Regions from separate parts of the Mus musculus genome. Here region 1 is linked to region 2. A link is a contact called in public Hi-C data. All regions are on one chromosome and are shown on one strand. Each heading gives the region's core, a stretch centred on a gene start, on an enhancer-like site or on the middle of the called end of the contact. The rest is flanking DNA. Distances are from core to core; before and after follow the strand shown. Region 1 has its middle 20 kb from the start of Ces1h. Region 2 has its middle 22 kb from the start of Ces1e.

Region 1 (2,960 bases), core at 241-2,740, 150 kb before region 2:
GCATGCAGGTGATTGGGTACCAGAATAAGCTCCTTTGCAAAGAGATTAACTGCCTGGGTCCATCTTTTGGCTGACTGGAAGCCCTCACACTTTAATTTTGTATAAAAGAAGACATTAAATGTATGCAGTGCAGGGTGACTTTGACTTTAATTTCTTTCCATGAGAAGACTCATGTAAAAATTGATTACTTTATCAGTGAGTGCATACCATGTGTGTTCTTTTGTGATTGGGTTACTTTACTCGGGATGGTATCCTCCAGATCCATCCATTTGCCTAAGTATTTCATAAATTCATTGTTTTTAAGAGTTGAGAAGTACTCCATTGTGTAATGTACCACATTTTCTGTGTCCATGGAAGGAGTTACAAAGTATGGAGCAGAGACTGAAGGAGTGATTATTCAGAGACTGCCCCACTTGGGGATCCTTCCCATTATACAATCACCAAACCCAGACACTTTTGTGGATGCCAACAAGTGCTTGCTGACAGAAGCCTGTTATAGCTGTCTCCTGAGAGGCTCTACCAGTGCCTGACAAATACAAAAGTGGATGCTCACAGTCATCCATTGGACTGAGCACAGGGTCCCCAATGCAGGAGCTAGAGAAAGGACCCAAGGAGCTGAAGGGGTTTGCACCCCCTTAGGAGAAACAACAATATAAACTAACCAGTACTCCCAGAGCTCTCAGGGACTAAACCATCAACCAAAGAAAACACATGGTGGGACTCATGGCTCCAGGTGCATATGTAGCAGAGGATGGCCTTGTTGGTCATCAGTGGGAGGAGAGGCCCTTGGTCCTGTGAAGGCTCTATGCCCCAGTGTAGGGGAATGCCATGGCCAGGAAATAGGAGTGGGTGGGTTGGTGAACAGGGGGAGAGGGGAAAGGGTAGGGGATTTTCAGAGGAAAACCAGGAAAGGGGATATTTGAAATGTAAGTAAAAAATATCTAATAAAAAAATAAAAAAGACCCCCCTATTTCCCCCCCCCCCCAAAAATTGATGACTTTGCCACTGAACCACTGGTTGTCCTTTTAGTGTCTGCCTGTCTCCTTGAGTGATTTGTAGTTTGAAGGCAGAAGTTAAGAACTCATCTTGTGACCCTGGGCCTAGCTCAATTCTGATTTCCTTTACCATGCCTGTGACACCAGGGCTGTGGTCTAGTCCTCTGCCCTCCTCTTGATCTGCAAGAGCCTTTTCCTTGACCTCGGGTATTCAGATGTTGTTGATGCTACCATTGTTGACAGTGTGTACTCAGATTTGGACCTGAGCTCCTCCAGAAAGTCAGGCTGGGGGTGGTGTCCCTCCCCCCTTTAGTTAGTTAGTTTGTTTGGTTTTTGAGGTTCATTCCCCATCTCATGGGTTTCATAATGTTTCTCCTCTGAGCACCTCTTTTCACTTTTGGCCGGCAAGTGTTTTGCTCTTATGACAACACAGGCAGTTTGTTTTGGCTGGGGCTGAGTTGCTTCATTCAATTCATCTGCCGTTCCATGCAGCCTCCTTTCATGTTCTTTGTGGTGTCCTCAGGGCTAGTGAGAGTGCTGTGAGGGCCAGAGTGCACAGGATCACCAGGCTGAAAGTGTTCTCACAACCTTCAGTACTTTTGGTTGTGGTGTTTCTGAGCACCTTCCTCTATGTGACAGTAGGGTGCTTGTGAACCTCTCCACCATGCACAACACTTCACCTCAGTTACAGCCTCGTCCTGAGGGCCTTTGGCACTCTTACTGTTCTACCTGTAATCAACCTTCATCCTGGGATTTCCATATCTGACTCTTGTCAGGCTTTTCAGGCGTAGGCTCTATTTCACCCTGCAACCTGTTATTTCCTCTTTGACCTTTAGCTGGATACTCACAGCCCATGGTGTGTCATGCTGCTGGTGAAATGACCAGGTAGATGGTCTATTTGGATTACATTCAATTAGGTACCTGCTATCTGCTGTGGTATAGTCTTTAGATGTCTGAATCAAAGAACATGACAGCAGGACTCTCGTTGGATGCTCCTGGGTTGTTGTCCTCTCGATGGGTGAAGGATCACCTAATCCACATGGAGGTGTTTTATACACACTGGATATGTTGATCCAACCTCAGGCACTGGTGGAGAAGAGCTCAGATTTCCTTTTTCCCAATGGAGGTCACCTTTGACATTGCGGTCAGGCAGAATATGAAGGTAGATGGACATGACAGCTTCAAGGAGTACTTTGCTCTTAGTAAATGGCTCAATCTAATCATGTGTGCAAGGAGACAGTTCACCAGTCTACCTATATAAAAACTCCATGGAGTTCAGCCACTGTCATTTATGTTGGGGCTAAAGTGAGATTCCAGGACACAGTGAACTTCTGTAGACCCTGAAATTGTGGAAATATCACTGGTCTTCATAGCCAGTTGCCCCAAGACAGCAGACTTTGGCAGTGCATGCAGGGCACTGGAAGCAAGACTGTTGCATGCCTTGGCTGTTGCCCTGACTATGAAGTTCTAGGTTCCATTGCTGGTTGTGATGCAGTTTGAGAGAAGAATCATGATAACATCTTATGCTTAGTGGAGACCCTGACCACCATCATCTAGTTTAAGGGGCTTAAAGGTCCTTTCCATCTCCTAAGTTCCTGTTGGTTTGTGGTTCTAGAGGTTGAAGCAAACCCAAAGTCAACAAGGAGGGAAGAAATATTCGGAGAAACAGTAGACTCATTACATTTCTTTCTTTTCCCTGAAACAAAGTCTAGGAGAGAGATTTGAATCCTTGGCAGGATTTGTACACATGTACCTTCCCCTCTGACGAACAGAGGATTATACTTAATGATGCATTTTTTTTCTTTCTTTTTTTTAAAAGAGAGTCTTGTGATCTTAAAAAATTGCTGATTGTTGCAAAATATTTCATTGCCTCAACTATTCCTACACAGACATGGATCACAAGATTAAACAGGCTAACTCCTAAGTACTGCTATTGTATGAAATGAAAATTTAAAAAGAAAGAAA
Region 2 (3,327 bases), core at 329-2,828:
CTGTCACAGATTATATAATAATCCAAGGCAGACCATCTCAGGAAGATCACTTGCTAGTTATTTGCTTGTCCCATTATGGCTCCTGACAATGAATATTTTAATACACATGCTTTTCAAGAAAGCTATCCCAGTGAGAATGGTAAGGTAAAAGCAAAAGAGCAGGCATGAAGTTTGCCCTTAATTACTAAAAAAAGATGAACAAGGCTTTATCATGTGACTTTCCACAGTTATAGTGTTATTAGCTATTCTTGCTATAAAAATGCTCCCCAAATTACTATGAGGTTACTCCAGTGGTAAACTCATGATCTTGAAGTTAAAAAAAAAATCATGTGAAAATATGTGTAATTGGAGTCTATCTATGCATAACTTCCATAAAGCCTCCTTGATTTTCCTATTGTTCATTAAACATCAATAACAGGATCAGACTTACTGTACGCAGTTTGGAATTGGTTTATTGATGCAAAAGATTTGGAAGTTATACTCCCTTTTATACTTGGGTGTTTCATTGGCAATTTTTCTGGTAGAGAAATCTAGATTAGTCTTTTCCTTTCTGACCATGTATTTTGGATGAGATAGCTTGCTGCAAAGTGTTGGAGAATTAGGGATTAAGATCATGTCCAAAATGTGCTTTTGAGAGCAAACAGGGTTTACCGATAGTAGCCATGAGCTAATGTATGGATAGCCTCCTGCCTCCTGAAGGTGGTTCAAGGCCATTCATTCCAGTTTCACAGCAGCTAGAATGAGGACAGGGGTTAAGCTGCAGGGAGAGGAGGCAGAACTATCTGTTGAGCAAGAATGGAGCCAATGTTTACCCCATCACCTGATGACCAGTCTCTTGCACTCTGGATGACAAAGTCCAGAGTCAGGAGAAGAATATTGTAGAACCTTATTGGATTATTGATCCCATATCTATTTATCTTACTTATTTGCCCACTAAATAAAGACTTGTCCTCCAGCCTGTATTCTTCCTGACACACACCCAATAACCCAAGATTTTTATCTACTTCCCTTGGACTTTACCTAGTAATATTCACATGCCATTCACCCTTCCCAGAATGGCCCTGTGTTATGCTATCTCTAGACTTTTACACTTAAATCTTATTCTTCATGATTTCTGCTCCTTTTTCATCTCCTGTTATTACTCTTCCCTCAGCTGTAAGTCAGAGGTCCTCCTTGGTAATACCAACAAAAGACGTCATTCCTTCCAACTTCTGTATTCTTTCCATATCTCTCCTGGTTTATAACTTCCTTCTCAAAAGTCAATCAAGCATGCCCATGGTCCTTTCTTTACAACAGTGGTTCTCAATCTGTGGGTCTGAACCATTTCAGGAAGTCAAACAACCCTTTCACAAGATAGCATATCAGATATCCTGCATATCACATATCCTGCATATCAGATATTTGAATTATGATTCATAACAGTAACAAAAATATAGTTATGAAATAGCAATAAAATAATTTGATAGTTTGGGGTCCCCACAACATGAGGAACTGTATTAAACGGTCATAGCATTAGGAAGGTTGAGAAGCACTACTAGGTCAGCCCTCCTGAGACTGTACACTTCTCATCAATTGCTTCACCCAACATGTAGGTCAAAACCTCAGGATCTTAATGGATAAATATTTACAGAGGCTTCTGGGAAGGAGACAAAGGCCTTGTTTATTCCCAACATTATTTTTGTGACTATGTATAAAAATCTGAATACTTTTATATCTCCAATTCAAATTGGAGTTCACCCCTTCTCATCCCAGTTTGGAAGAACAGTTTTCCTTATCTTTATTTTACAGGAGAAGAAGCTGATGTCTAGAGAACTGAGATGACTTGTTCAAGGCCACATGCCTGGGAAGTGACAAAACCCACATGGAACTGAAAGACTCCGAGAGGAGCCCCTTCCTCAGGCCTCAGGACAATAGCGGACACCCAAGAACTCACGACAGACCGAGCTTGTTGCAAACCACATGAGGCTTTATTCGGGGAAAGACAGAGCTCTGGGGATGACTCATATCCCACGCAGGGGTAGAGGAGTCGACCTCGAGGGGAAAGAGTTCCCAGTTTTTATAGGCCCTCAGGGGGGAAAGGAGAAGGGGGAGATTAGGGGATTTCCAGATCTAAACAATGTCTATTCTCAAGAAATGGGTATGGGAGGGGTACAAGGAAAGAGTCTAATGAAGGTGCAGCAATGGGCACACACCTGGTCAGAACAATGGCAGACACACAGGTTTAAGGAGTGGCCAGAGCATTGTGCACCTCTATTTTTCTAAATCAATGAAGCTAGTTCTGCTAACACTGACGTCTATCTTGCCAATTTCAGGGCTTCTGTGTCCTTTTACATTCTGCCAGGATCTTTCAGAACCCAGGTCTGGACCTTCCCTTCACAAATGTCTTCATTTTATCTTGACCAGCAGGGTGTCTGTTCTTACCACACATGGTGACCACCATCCATGGCAAATCTCTGGACAAGTATGTTAGCTTAGAAGGGTTTGCACAGCCTGTGGCCATCTTCCTGGGAGTTTCTTTTGCCAAGCCCCCTCTTGGATCCCTAAGGTTTGCTCTACCACAGCCTGCAAAGCCCTGGAGCTTTGTAAAGAATGTCACCTTCTATCTCCCTATGTAAGTTGCAGGGATAGGCCTGGGTCTCTTTAGGTGGAGATTTGTAGTGTGCAGCAGCAGTAAAGAGACAAGGTAATCCTCTATTCAGCTGTACTTTATTCTAAAATTCTCAAGAATGCGATTAGACATTTGAGAATGGTCACAGCTTTCTGGAGTTCTTTACTGGGCATGTAAAAAGTGAGAACCTATAGTATGCCTGGTTTAGATTCTATTAGGAAATCTATTAGGAAATAAACCATTGACTCTTATCCTCATGGGGCTTATATTTAAGAGGTGGAGAAAGATGATGTACTGTGCATGAATTAATAAAGCAATTAAATACGGGTTACAATATGGTCAGTGTTTGAAAATGCTTACTCAGTAATGTTGAAAGAATATTTACTCAGACTACCTATTGTCCTATCTTGATTGTTGACACTGTACAGGAATTAACAAAGTAATGATGTTTATAGCTGCGTATTTTCAATCTGAGTAATATTTTGGGTGTCATGGTCACTCTGGTATGCTTAGTTCAGGTTCCCAACATATCTAGGTGGCCTCCCAGCAGCTACTGGAGCACTTTAGACACTTACACATGCCAACCCGACAGTCATCACCTTGCCATCAACTGACTCCCAGGATCCTCCTTCTGGCTGTCCTCCTACTAATGCTTTTCTTTTAAAAAAATAGCATTTGTTGTGTTTGCATCCTGATTTCAAGTGGAATGCATACACATT

Evidence for each region. Hi-C and Micro-C count contacts between places; a contact is called where the count stands out from the background.
Region 1: a Hi-C map of liver shows a contact between it and region 2, with 6 times the contacts expected there. The contact joins two enhancer-like sites. A contact is called at or near these places in 6 of 484 Hi-C or Micro-C datasets (embryonic fibroblasts, liver and nephron progenitors), 3 of 115 datasets of contacts at active chromatin or transcription factors (intestinal crypt epithelium, intestinal villus epithelium and kidney) and 1 of 9 other capture datasets (pancreatic islet).

The regions. Positions count from the first base shown.
Region 1 is chr8:93,398,386-93,401,345 of GRCm38.p6, reverse strand. No RefSeq gene overlaps it. Among named protein-coding and RNA genes, the nearest start is that of Ces1h, 20 kb to the right of the region's middle. Within about 2 kb of position 1,490, at least 6 of the 459 cell types and tissues checked have an H3K27ac peak or open chromatin away from gene starts, as enhancers often do. A contact at or near this core is called in liver, where this site is marked.
Region 2 is chr8:93,250,207-93,253,533 of GRCm38.p6, reverse strand. No RefSeq gene overlaps it. Among named protein-coding and RNA genes, the nearest start is that of Ces1e, 22 kb to the right of the region's middle. Within about 2 kb of position 1,578, at least 4 of the 459 cell types and tissues checked have an H3K27ac peak or open chromatin away from gene starts, as enhancers often do. A contact at or near this core is called in liver, where this site is marked.